Linked DNA regions of Sus scrofa: region 2 is linked to region 1. A link is a contact called in public HiChIP or PLAC-seq data. All regions are on one chromosome and are shown on one strand. The core of a region is the stretch at or near the end of the contact, and the rest is flanking DNA. Distances in the headings are between cores, read along the strand shown. Region 1 overlaps ACTN4 (alpha-actinin-4). Region 2 overlaps SIRT2 (sirtuin 2).

Region 1 (2,700 bases), core at 81-2,580:
CCAGTGGCCCTGCCCCCCCGCCCCCCTCTAGCCCCGCACATAGAAAGCCTTCAGGACGGTGCGGGCAGAGGCTCCGTCCCATGGTCAGGCTCCCCCTTCCCCACTTTGCGGGCGTGGCCGCAGCCCCACCCGCTTCTCCAGATCTGGAGATGGGCGTCCGCTTTTCCAGCCGTCGCAGCACAATCCAAATTCCTACTGTGTACCCATAACGGACTACGTGTAGAACACACAGTTTGAATTGGGGTATCTGTCTCAGGCCCCCCAACCCAGTTCCATCCAGGATACATTTGGGCTTAGAGATTCCTGCAAAGGGCACGGGAAAGGTTCTGGAAGGCCCTGGACCCCCACGGCGCTGTTGTTAAGCACCCCTGCCCTCCACCCCCCGCAGGGAAGGAGGCCATGCTGAAGCAGCGGGACTATGAGACGGCCACCCTCTCAGATATCAAAGCCCTCATCCGCAAGCACGAGGCCTTCGAGAGTGACCTGGCCGCACACCAGGACCGCGTGGAGCAGATCGCGGCCATCGCCCAGGAGCTCAAGTACGTGTGGGCTTGTGGGTCCCGCCACCTGCTCCTCCTCCAGCGCCCTGCCCAGGGCACGGGTGGAGCAGGGTGTCCTCACCCCCCTCCTTTCAATGCCAGGTAAGGGCCTTGTGGGGTGATGCCTTTTGCCCACCTTGTGTGAACCCTGGACGAGAGACACAGTGGCATCTAGGTTGTCCAGCAGAGGGAGGTCGCTGGCCCCTCGTCCTGATTCCTCAGGCTGGCAGGGTCCCTCTGCCAACACCAAGGAGACCTGCTGGCCCCCTGATGTCGTGGGCGGCCTGGCCCCCACCGCTCCCACCCGCTGCTCCCTGAGGGATGGCTGCACAGAGAGCCCATTGTTCCGCACAGCCCCTTCCCTCTCCTGCGCAGAATACACTTATTGTAAGAGCTTCCAGGCAGCCGGTTCTCTGCCCTCCCTTCCCTGCCCGAGTCAGATAAACGTGTGCGCACAGTTAGTACACTGAGCCTCCAGAGCCAGTGAAAGGGGGCCTTATTCCACCAGCGCGGCGGCCAGCAGCAGTCCAGGCCCAGGGAGTAGGAGGCCTGGGCCATTACTTCATGGAAAATCCACAGACCCTGGAGGGGCAGCAGGGCTCCCAAAATAGCCGTCTGCTCAAAAATAGGATCCTTGGCTGGAACTGCCCTTTCCACAGACAGCCCACCCTGGTCACCGTCCTCCCCAAAGCCCTGCTGATTCCTTCAAGACTGGGGCTAAGTGGTGATGCTTGGTGGAGCCCCGCCGCCAGGCAGGGCCAGCTTCCCCCTGACTCGCTCTCTCCACACTGCCCAGCTGCTCTGGGGCTTCCCTGTTTGCTCAGAAGCAGAATGTACCATAGAGACAGTACTAGGGATGTAGCGTCCCTGTTGGGGACACCCTCTGAGGTCCTGCAGCTCCTCTAGGATCAAGTTCCTACACTTGGCACGCCCAGGCCAAGGAGAGGGAGGTCACAGCCGCAGACATCCACCTTCCACAGGACTAGCAGGGAGTGGGACACGGGCAGGTCCCTTATTGACAGGCGAGCCCCAGGAAGCTGGTGGGAAACAGACTTGGGGTAATCCTAGGCCAGCCTTTTTCCCAGGCAGTGGGGAACAGCCAGGGAACAGGCAGTCCCCAAGGCAGCTTTCTGGACAGTGGCCCTGGAGGAGAAGGGGAGGGCTGCTTGGGGTGCTGTCCATTCCCCCAAAGATGAGTCAGAGGATGGAGGGCCGGCCAGGATGAGCCTGGATGGACGACTCGGCTGAGTGTTGATTAATGGCAATGACGAAAACCCAGAGCATTCGGTGCTCTGCTTGTATCAGCTCATTTCATCCCCCAGCAATCCTGTGTTACAGGCACAGAGAGGCCAAGGGCCCTGCCCAAGGTCACACAGCTCGGGAGCGGGTGAGACCGGATCAGAGCCCAGGCCACCTGCCCACCCGGTGGAGCGCGGCCTTGCTCCTCCTCCAGCGCCTGCTGCTCCCCCGGCCCTTGTAATCCTGCCGGCGAGTCCATCCCTATGTCCTGGGTCCCGGTCCTGTTCCTCCCCAGATTGTTCCCTGTCCCCCACCCGTGGGCCCCCAGGGTTCTGCCTACACATCAGCTCCCTAGGCTAGAGCCCACAAGGGGCCGATGAGGGGGAACCGGGGCAGAGGGCCAGGAACGAGCCCGGCAGCTCCGTGTTGCAGCCTCAGTCATCGCAGTCATCACACCCATCCCCAGTCGGCCCACGTGTTTCCCTGATGATGTCGTCGAGGGCTTAGGATGAGGTTGCCGGTGAGTCAGTACCCGTTGAAGTAGACACATGGCCTTTAATAAATAACCGTTGCTCCTCTTACCTACTGGGTGCCAAGGGCCGCTCTCCGCACTTCACCTGTGGTGGGTAACTTGGTCTCCACCTCATCCCCACCCCCGTTTCACAGACCAGAAAACTGAGGAATCTGGAAGGAAGTCGCACGCCCAGGGTCACACAAGTTCAAAATCGCAGAGCTTGGAGTTCCCATTGTGGCGCAGTGGTTAACGAATCCGACTAGGAACCTTGAGGTTGCGGGTTCGATCCCTGACCTTGCTCAGTGGGTTGACAATCCAGCGTTGCCGTGAGCTGTGGTGTAGGTTGCAGACACGGCTTGGATCCTGCGTTGCTGTGGCTCTGGCGTAGGCCGGTGGCTACAGCTCCGA
Region 2 (2,888 bases), core at 122-2,621, 130 kb after region 1:
GATGGGTTAAGGATCTGGTGGTGTTGCCGCTGTGGCATACACCACACCTGTGGCTCAGATCTGATCCCCTGGCCTGGGAACTCCACATGCCTCAGGGTGGCCAAAAAAACCAAAAATGAATGTGCCCGACGCCTATCCTGATCTGAGTGATCTCTCCACGATGTCTGTAGGCCGAAAGCACAAAGGCAGCGTGCACAGGGTGTGGAAAGATGAATACGTGAATTTGTGTATTTGCTCGTCTAAGTACAGAATATCTTCAAAGGAGGCCCAAGAAGCAGGTAATAGTAGGGGCCCCCAGGGATGGATGCTGGGGTGGAGAAGAGCGCCCAAGAAGTTCTTTTACAAAGGACAAGCTGTGACAGGCAGCAATACAACTGACATCCAGCCTCAGCCTCAGGCAGGAAACAGGGCGTGGTGAGGAGATGGGCCCTGGGCAAGGAGGGCTACTCAGCTCCACGTACCCACCCCACGCACCCACCCTGGGGTGCAGCCAGCTCCTCCTGATCTTCCAGAGGAGTCTGAAGTCTGGGTTTTCACCCGCAATCTCTTGATTTTTAAACCTTGGCTTGCTTTTGTTTGCAAAGCCTCGTGTCTCTGATGGACATGCTCTTAAAAAAGCATGAAGGTGGAGTTCCCGTCGTGGCTCCGTATCCATGACTAGTATCCATGAGGACTTGGGTTCCATCCCTGGCCTTGCTCAGTGGGTTGAGGATCCGGCGTTGCCGTGCGCTGTGGTGTAGGTCGCAGATGCGGCTTGGATCCCGCATTGCTGTGGCTGTGGTGTCGGTCGGCGGCTATAGCTCTGATTCGACCCCCAGCCTGGGAACCTCCATATGCTGCGGGAACGGCCCTAAAAAGACCGAAAAAAAATCGTGAAGCTGCACTGCCGGGGCAGATAGGGAAGGGTCTCCCAGACAAGGGCTTAAGTGAAAGCAAGCCAAGTACCACCCCTGTGTGTGATGGACGTGCCGTAGATGCCGAATTAAAAAGAACTGTAAGCGGCTTCTGCTGCACTGCTCGCAGTGGCCTGAACGAAGGAGACAACTGTTCTCCTGGTTGAATGAACGCTTGTGTCTTGAGCTAAAAATAGCCCGGTGCAGGCTTCAAAAGTGCTGCGTCGTCACAATTCAGAAAGAAGCAAAGACAATGTGTCCCAGAAAACTGGGTCAGTGACTCAAAAAGTGGTTGAGGTTGAAGAAGAGGGTGACAACAAAAACCCAAAAAACGGTTTCATAAAACGTGAGAATGGAAACAGTGTTTTCCACCTTTGTTTTATGTAATGTGCCATTTTCAGTATGCATGTGGACTTAAATCCTGCACATTAAGCATGGCAATGGGCATAGTCTAGCCGGCTTTCGCCTGGGCTGGTGCGCTCTTGTGGTTGGGGGACAGGAGGTCCTGTCTCAGACCGAGCTGGGAAGGGAACACTCTGAGCAGCCCTGGCGAGCCCCACCCTGGGCCTGGGTTTCTTCAGCTGGGGCTCCTGTGATTTCCCCCTCTGGAGGGTTTATTTATGTATTTATTTATTGGTCTTTTTGTCTTTTTAGGGCTACACCCTCAGCATATGGAGGTTCCCAGGCTGGAGGTCCAATTGGAGCTGTAGCTGTCGGCCTATACCATAGCTCACAGCAATGCCGGATCCTTAACCCACTGAGCGAGGCCAGGGATCGATCCCACAACCTCATGGTTCCTAGTTGGATTCATTAACCACTGAGCCACGACGGGAACTCCTGGGGGGTTTAAACACCATCTACATGCTGTTCTCCGGCTCAGGCCCTGACGCCTGTGTCCAGCTGTCTGCCCACATCTCCACATGGTCGTCTAGTGGGCATTGCAAGCTGGACGTGCCTTAAACCAAACTCCTCCTCTGCCCCTACACCTGCCTGTCCCTGCACCATCTCAGTAAAAGGCTGCAGGTGCACCTGGGCTGAGCTGTCCTGACTCCTCTCCTGCAACGCATTTCCCAGTTGGCCCTACCTTCAAAACTGGTTCATAACCTGCCCACTTCTCCCATTCAGCAGCCCCTCCCTGGCCCAGCCTCCATCGCCTCCTGCTTGGGCCAGCCCAGCAGCCTCCTCCTGCATCTCTGTGCCCCCCACCCCCACCCCCACTCACGGTCTGCCCCCCCACCCCCAATGCAGCCAGAGAGACCCTGGGAACAGGGGGGGTCAGGTCACAGCTCTGCTCTGCTCAGATCCCACCAGTGACTCCATCTCACTCAGGGGAAAGGACAAAGCCCTTCCTGTGGTCCCCCGCTGTCACCTCCCTGACCTTGTCTCCTCCATCCTCTTCTGCTACTGTCCTCCTCTCTCAGTTTCCAGACCAGGGATTGAACTGGGCCGCAGGGGTGAAAGCGTCAAGTCCTAGCCACCAGACCACCAGGGAACTCCCTAGATCCAGCTTCGTGAACATGCCAAATGCAGTCTCACCTCAGGGCCTTTGCACTGGTGCTGCCCTTTGCCTGGACTGCACTCTCCTCCCAGATAGTTCGATGGCTCCCTCCCTCCCTTCCTACAGGTATTTATTTATTTATTTATGCTTGCATGCCTTTCAGGGCTTCACTCCTGGCATGTGGAGGGTCCCAGTCTAGGGTCAAATCGGAGCTGCTGGCCTACCCCACAGCCACAGCAACATGGGATCTGAGCCCCATCTGCGATCCACACCACAGCTCACGGCAAAGCCAGATCCTTAACCCACTGAGAGGGGCCAAGGATGGAACCTGAGTCCTCATGGATACTAGTTGGGTTTGTTACTGCTGAATCACAACGGGAACTCCTACAGGTCTTTGTTTAAATGTCCCCCTTCTGAGGGAAGCCTTCCCTGACACCTGGCTTGCAAGAGCAGCCTCCCCCCACCCCAGACACACACACAGAGCTCTGGGTCCCTTT

The links. HiChIP or PLAC-seq counts read pairs in DNA pulled down with a chosen protein or histone mark.
Region 2: a contact with region 1 is called in an H3K27ac HiChIP or PLAC-seq map of skeletal muscle. The contact joins two enhancer-like sites. A contact is called at or near these places in 1 of 47 Hi-C or Micro-C datasets (epiblast stem cells) and 1 of 2 datasets of contacts at active chromatin or transcription factors (skeletal muscle).

Annotation. Positions count from the first base shown.
Region 1 is chr6:47,556,746-47,559,445 of Sscrofa11.1, forward strand. ACTN4 (alpha-actinin-4) reads left to right here. Exons shown (of 21, transcript XM_003355883.4): 12 at 389-539. Among named protein-coding and RNA genes, the nearest start is that of CAPN12, 21 kb to the right of the region's middle. Within about 2 kb of position 1,331, at least 26 of the 83 cell types and tissues checked have an H3K27ac peak or open chromatin away from gene starts, as enhancers often do. A contact at or near this core is called in skeletal muscle, where this site is marked.
Region 2 is chr6:47,688,455-47,691,342 of Sscrofa11.1, forward strand. The region is part of intron 9 of SIRT2 (sirtuin 2); the gene reads right to left. Among named protein-coding and RNA genes, the nearest start is that of RINL, 7.6 kb to the left of the region's middle. Within about 2 kb of position 1,372, at least 22 of the 83 cell types and tissues checked have an H3K27ac peak or open chromatin away from gene starts, as enhancers often do. A contact at or near this core is called in skeletal muscle, where this site is marked.